Regions from separate parts of the Solanum lycopersicum genome. Here region 2 is linked to region 1. Evidence: chromatin contacts called from public HiChIP or PLAC-seq data. All regions are on one chromosome and are shown on one strand. Each heading gives the region's core, a stretch centred on a gene start, on an enhancer-like site or on the middle of the called end of the contact. The rest is flanking DNA. Distances are from core to core; before and after follow the strand shown.

Region 1 (3,832 bases), core at 587-3,086:
CTTTGGAAGGACAGGGAAAAAAAGCATTAAACGACTAAATACTGGAACCTGTAAAATTAATTTTTAGACCTAGCTGGTTTGTTTTTTTCAAAGGTAAAATTGGCTCAACGTTTCTAACTAAACAACAAAGGCCCTATCTAGACCAGTGTTGTCAAAAAAAAGTGAAGGATAACGCCAAGGACTCATTGAATACTAAGATAAAGCACAATTAAAGCGTGCATTGAAGGAAGGTGCATATAAAAAGAAAAAATGGGTAAACCCATACAAACAAGAATTATATGGATAAAGGAATAGAAACAACTGTAATTAAGTAAAATATCTGAAGTAAAAACAGTGATAGTGTTTTCATTTTTTCTTTATAAAGCAAGTAAAAACAAGTGTATCAAGCTCAAAACCAACAAAAGAAATTTATTAGATGCAACAATGCAAATTTCAAATGTCTAATTCAAATCGATCAACCACTATGTTCTACATTTTCTATCTCTATTTCTCATATTATGTTTCCTAAGGTTGCTTCTGTGAGTATCTTATTGTTTGGTGCAGCTCAAGATAGTAAACCCAGTGGTCTTGTAAGTTCTCCAGGTATTATAAAAAGAAAGCTAGTTCGATAATTTTTGCTAACACATGCTTTAGCACTTGGTGCCTACTGAAGCAGGAAAAGTACTCAGCCGGCTCTGTCATGTGATGACTTAAGATGTTACCAGAGAAAAATCAGTTCAGTTTTACTTCTGTGTAATGGAGGCCTAACATTTTGAATTCCTTATTCCAGTTTAATAGAAGTGCAAATGATAAAACAAGGAGAATAAATCAAGAACACCTGTTATATAACCAGGATCAAGCTCCGTTATTGCAGAAAGGCCACTATCAGGTCGAGACTTGCACTCGTTGTGATCTGTTTGATTGTAAGGATCCAACATCATACACTTCAACCAGCAATTTACAGCAGAAAGAAGCTGTAAGAAATATAAATTATTAACTTACAAGAAGTTACTACTTTTGTATCACAAAAGCAAGATCCATGACTCTAGACAGTTGTTTTTTTATAACTGCAGAAAAAGCAACAACCTCATGAATAGTATCTAGTAACTTGCTAGAAAGAGTATTTCCCCCAAATAGAATCACAAAATCATATCTTTCCATATTATATACCACAAAAATCAAACAAATAGTTAGTTGGGATCGACTATATGAATCGTATTTAACCTTTCCGGATATTCAAGTCCATTCCATTCCAATACAAAAACAAATTTGTCTTTTACCAGATATCTACAAATTACACTTATTCCCAATTAATTAGTATTTGTCTTGTTCTACTCTTAATTAAATCTATATTTTCACTTCATGCATGAAATCTCCAGCTTTGCATAAAATAAACATTGAAACAATATCAATATCTAGAGAGCCAATGTTGAAGATTTACTTTAGTAGTGTCGAGCCAGACTAAATCGAGAGGATTGAAATCGAGAGGAGAATAAGGGCAGTCTAATATTGACCATGCTCTCAGTTGTGTAGACGCGAATCCTGGGATAATAATTCCGGACAGCTTCGAGTAATCGCCGGCGAACTCACCGCCAAGGTTACCGGCGGTAGCTAGGAGAATGAAAATGACGACGAATCCCACGTGTCCTCCTCTCATTGGCTAGAAACAATTTGTTATCAGTTTTTTCACATGGAAATTGTAAACTTTTGGGGACAACTGACTGACTTTTTGCCGCTGGGAATTGGAAAGTTTTCAATGATAAACTTTTATTTTTTTTCTTTTTGGTCGCAGACGAAAACATAACAAAATAATATTTTGTCCGTTTATTATTCGAATTAAACTATTTTGTTTTTAGCCAGATCTTTGGCGTTCGTTCACTATTTAAATATTTGACACCTTTAAAACATGATGATTATTAATACTCACATATAAGTATACACTTTATGTTTGACTCAATGGGTGGTCCACCATCCACGATCTAATATGTAGTTCAGTCTCTGAATTTAATATAAATACTATGGTAATTTATATAGTAGTTTCATTATTATGATAATCTAATTATTAATTATTTTGGAAGGACTAAATGGAGAGTTCGATTTATTAATGAAAATTTGATCATATTCAGGCTTATAATAAAAATTAACAGTAATTGAAATTTTGTATGCATGTTCGAATTTCTTGAGGAAGTAAATGAAATTTATCTCTCAATTTTTAATTATATATTTTGAAATTACAATTAGATTTGATTTCCATTGAGAGTAAAATTTGATAGTAATTTAATATCCTCTCAGATAATTTTTATTTTTTTACTAATTCAAAAATAAGTTTCTGCTTTTACTTGTCATTTTTAATCCATAAAAAAAATTACCATATTTTCATGTTATATCCTTAATATTAATTACGTGTTTTCGAATCATTTTCCAAGTTCAACTATCAAACATCAATAATAGAGATACCCTAGTAAAATAACCATATTAAGTATTATTTTTTCATAGATATGTAAAATAAAGTAAGCGGAGAAAATAAATTAAAAAGTTAATACTTTTGAACAAGTGCAAATCCTTTGTTGTTAATATTAAATTTGACAATATTCAAGACGAATTGATGTCAAGTTTTGATAGCTAGGGTGATATTCTTCATTGATATAAAAGTCAAGATAACAACTCTGTAGGTGAAATTTAGGTAAACCATGAAATATTTTCACAAGTTAAACTTTGATATTTAAACACATTGTGATGTCATGGATGGTAGAAGAATTCACTTCTATAAACAAATAGGTCTTTATTCATTTGTAACACACCTCTCATTTGTCTACCTATTTTCTTAACACATTTGATCTTCTTTCTCTTTTGTACTATTTCACTTGTATTTTTTTAAAAATGAAATAAAATATTAATTGATTGTGTCCGAGCATGCAAAATAAAATAAAATTTTACCGACCCACGTAAATTTTAGTATATAAACAGTTATTTTTTTTCTTCTAATTTTGAGATGGTATAAGGAAGAAGAAGTCGTATAATAATATCGAGGCAAATAATAAGAAATGCCGGCAGAGGAAATAATAGCAGAAAGGAAACGTGAAATCCAAAAACAATAGAAATTCAATTCTTGCCATTCTCCGTCGTTCATCTATGTTTATTCGGCAGTTTCTAACGTCAAAATCAAAGCTTTTTACTCCATATTTACCAAAATTTCAATCATCATATTACACAACAAACAAAGCTTGTTTAATTCGTTGTATCACTATTTCGTCCAATACATATTTTCTCATGAATACTGTTACTGTTGCTTCTTCAACATCAAGGTTTCGGTTTAGGGATATTCCCGCCGATGACGATTCAACTGATGCTCATTCCGTCTCTGATTTTTCCTCTGTTTCCAGTGATTTTGATGCTGATAATACAGAGCTTCAGTCCATGACTGCTAAGGTCTCATTTCCTTGAATTTTTTTTTTTTATTTGATGCTCGATATTTGATCACAAAAATTTCTACTCTGTCTTTCATTTAAAATTACAACATTCAAATATCTTTTTACTTTCCGTGTCAAATCAAAGTTACACAAAATAAATTAAAACAAAAAGTGTATAGCCGTTTATAGCCATATTTCATTGTAAAAACTAGTTTTTGTTTTACAAAATGAAAATGAAAATTTGATTTGTGTTTGACTATGAATACACGTTTTTCAATTTTTTGCGAGTCATGTGAGGTGAAAAAAGTTCTTTTATATTCTCCAAATTTCTGAAAATTTTAAAAGTTAAATTTCAAAATTTAATAACTAAACATATTTTTCGGAGTTCAGCTTCAAGAAAAAAAAATTAAAAAAGTTGCATAGCCAAAAGCCACCAACTTGCT
Region 2 (3,832 bases), core at 576-3,075, 210 kb after region 1:
AATTTTTAATATTAAATATTTTTAAAATTATAAATTTATATTTAATAAGTTATTATAATTACGATATATATTTATAAAACGCGGCGCAATTCTGACCGCTAAAAATGTTTTGATATTGGAAGCACCAAAAACTAACCAACAATTATTTTATACTTAGTAATTTCTTTAATGGTTTAACCACAAAGGTGATTTCAACAATCAATCGATAACAATTGACATTTTAATTTTATTATATTATCTCTATTCCATGACACCACTAATTATGAGATCTAGTGAAAGAAAAAAAAAATCTTAAAAAAGCAAGCTTGATCTTGGTATTTAAATATATTTTTTTAGTCCATTGTGTCACTTGAATTATGTCAAAGAAAAATAGGAAACATCACTATAAGTGACACATTATTTTACATTATCTAATATTTTATATTTATTATTGTACATTTTTCTACGAGCTAAGTATTAAATATTAAGGTAGACATGATTTTAGTTAAAGAAAAATCATGCCATTTCACTTGGTCATATAATAATTACGTAGTCAAAGACTAGTACCATTTAGTTAGTATGAATAAAGTTAGTCAATATACTCATAAATCAGCCTATAGCAACTTTTCCTAGACTGGATCGATGAGTTAAAGGTAAGATATATCGTATTATTTTATTTCATCTTTCATATGAAATAATAATTCTATCATATTTTAGTCTGAGATACTCGTTAACTTCAGAAAAAATTATGTTTAAATATGTATATTTTTCTTGAGAAACTGACAAGAACTAAAATATAATAATCATGCACCCAAGAGAAATTTATGAGTGCTCTTATGTCGTTGGTACAAGATGGAGAAACTATTGATGAAACCAGAGTTTGAATTTAACTAAAACCCTTTTCACTATTTTTTTTAGTTTAGCTTAGAGCTCAGATTTTGAATTAAGATAATACTGATACATCCAAAATCTTTAAATTTTAAATTTGCTTCTGACTTTAGTATAATTGTTTTGAGATTAAATAATATCTCGCACTAAATATAAGACAAATTAATTTCAAATTTTATCATCAGCGTATCAAACGACCTCTAACAGTTTTCTTTGGTTCTACTATTAGAAACAACGATTTTTATATCGTAAATGAATCAATTAAAATTTATATTATTAGACATGATTTTATTCATCAAAATAATATTTAGAATAGTTGTTAAATATTTTTCTAAGTGATATTTTAGCTTTGTTCGAGTAAAGCCAAGGTTGTTGAACATTTAAATGTATGTATTGAATATAGCCATCAATTTTGACCCCAACCAGCACATGTATGTACTTTAATCTGTATTTATTTTTCCACTAAAAGATTTTTCAAATTATAACTTGTTGACTGACCAATAAAAGGTCAATCATCCAGCTACTTTAATTCATCATATTTTTAAACCCTCTTGATAAATAAAAATTCTGATTCTAAATGTACAATTATTTCAATAATTTTTTTGTTTGTTGGTTTGTTTTTTGGTGTCATGGATTCAACAATTTAATATAAATAAACGTTTTCATCAGTTTTCACAATTCACACTACCACATGTTGAAGAAAACAAAAAAGAAAATTCATTGACTTGACTTTATTTTTCTTTGATATTGATTTTGAACCAATTTTTTTTTTTAATATACTTATCCTACTTAATTGTTCACCACTCAATTTTTTTATTTTCTGATATATAGTTTTGACCAAAAAAAAAAAAAAGAAAAAAGACAATAAACCGTGTCATTGTCATATCCTATTGGACACTTTAAGCTCTGTATTCCAACTACAAAAAGTACAACATTTTATTTTATTTTATTGGAAATTAACAATTTTAGATTCGCGCTGCGTAGTCTCATTTAGGGGGAAATGCTTGTTAGACGTTTTCATATTCCAAGTTTAAATCTGAGACTTTTGCTTAAGCGAAGAACTACCCCATTTGTTGTATCACATTTTTGTTTCCTACTTGGCGTTCGACGTCTTCATTAGAGTTCCGATAAAATTTGAATCGCACATTTTCTCCATATTCAGGATTTAAATTCGAGGCCGCTAGTTAAAAGTGAAACAGTATCAGCACAACCCAGTACATCTTTTGGTGATACAATGCAACATCTTTGACTTTTTTTTTCTTCTTTTATGATTGTTTTTCCACTACTAATATACACCCTTTTTTTCTCCACTTATATATTAACAGCCCTTTCATATAAAAAAGCACAAGAATGTTGTATTAATTCTTCTAAGAAAACCAAATATTACACATGACAACATTTCATACTAGCTTAGTTTACATTTTGTATGTGCTACTTCTTTTTTCACTTCCATTAAGTATCACATCTTCAGCAAGAACAGAAGCTGAATCTCTTCTCAAATGGAAGAGTAATTTACCTACTACTTCTTTCTTAGATTCATGGTCCATTTCGAATCTCGAAAACTTGTGCAATTGGACATCTATTGTGTGTAATGTTGGTGGAACAATTTCAGTGATCAATCTTTCTGATGCAGCCCTCTCAGGCTCACTTGATCACCTTGATTTCACTTCATTTCCGAGTCTCGTGAATTTCAATCTTAATCAAAATAACTTCAGTGGATCGATACCTTCGAGTATTGGCAATGCCTCATTGCTCACTTTCTTGGACTTAAGTAACAACATCTTGTCAGGTATCATACCTGAAGAGATTGGAAAGTTGAATCAACTTGAGTATCTGAGTTTTTATAACAACAATATCACCGGTGTGATTCCGTATCAGATTAGCAATCTGCAGAAGCTAATGCACTTGGATGTTGGATCAAATTACTTAGAAACTCCTGATTGGTTGAAGATGAGAAGTATGCCTATGTTGAAGTATCTAAGCTTTGGTTACAATGAACTGAGGTTAGAATTCCCTGAATTCATACTCCGTTGTCATAATCTAACATATCTTGATTTATCGATAAATCATTTCAATGGTTCGATTCCTGAAACAGTATTTACCAACTTGATCAACCTTGAAACACTTAATCTTTCATCTAATTCATTTCAAGGTTCATTGTCACCAAATTTTAACAACTTGTCTAAGTTGAAAGAACTTCAGCTAGGTGGTAACATGTTTTCTGGTTTAATTCCTGATGAAATTGGCTTGATCACTAGTCTTGAAGTTGTTGTACTTAACAGCAATTCATTCGAAGGAATGATTCCATCTTCTATAGGTAGACTCATAAATCTTCAAAGGTTGGATCTTCGAACGAACAGTTTGAATTCAACTATTCCTTCTGAGCTTGGCTTTTGTACTAAACTCAATTACTTAGCTCTAGCTGAAAATGACCTGCAAGGGTCATTGCCTTTATCATTCTCCTCTCTTACAAAGTTATCTGAATTGGGGTTGTCTGATAATAGTCTTTCTGGTGAAATCTCATCGAATTTAATCACCAATTGGACTGAGTTGACATCTCTGCAGCTTCAAAACAATTCCTTTACGGGGAAAATTCCACCCGAAACCACTCAATTGACAAACCTTGAATATCTTTACCTCTATCATAACAAGTTCACTGGTTCCATTCCCTATCTGATTGGGAACTTGCAAAACTTGTTAGAGTTAGATTTGTCTGATAACCAGCTTTCAGGCATAATACCTCCAACCATTGGAAATCTGACCAATCTAAAGACGTTGCACCTTTTCCGCAACAATCTCAGTGGAACCATTCCTCCTGAGATTGGAAAATTGATATTCCTTGAAAGCATCGACATCAACACCAACCGACTAAGTGGTGAGCTGCCGGACAGCATTTCTGACCTCAGTGCACTGACGATTATTTCTGTATATACTAATGATTTCTCAGGCAGTGTGCCTAAGGACT

What was found. HiChIP or PLAC-seq counts read pairs in DNA pulled down with a chosen protein or histone mark.
Region 2: an RNA polymerase II HiChIP or PLAC-seq map of leaf shows a contact between it and region 1, with 7 times the contacts expected there. The contact joins the promoter of LOC101246565 here to the promoter of LOC101247958 in region 1. A contact is called at or near these places in 1 of 1 promoter capture datasets (leaf) and 1 of 1 datasets of contacts at active chromatin or transcription factors (leaf).

Annotation. Positions count from the first base shown.
Region 1 is chr9:62,590,738-62,594,569 of SLM_r2.1, forward strand. It overlaps LOC101247958 (phospholipid--sterol O-acyltransferase), which reads right to left and starts at 1,837. Exons shown (of 16, transcript XR_011211446.1): 1 at 1,421-1,837; 2 at 818-953. It overlaps LOC101266669 (exocyst complex component EXO84B-like), which reads left to right and starts at 1,759. Exons shown (of 7, transcript XM_019215580.3): 1 at 1,759-3,408. The coding sequence starts at 3,112.
Region 2 is chr9:62,804,732-62,808,563 of SLM_r2.1, forward strand. LOC101246565 (MDIS1-interacting receptor like kinase 2-like) reads left to right here and starts at 1,826. Exons shown (of 2, transcript XM_004247453.5): 1 at 1,826-3,832. The coding sequence starts at 2,257.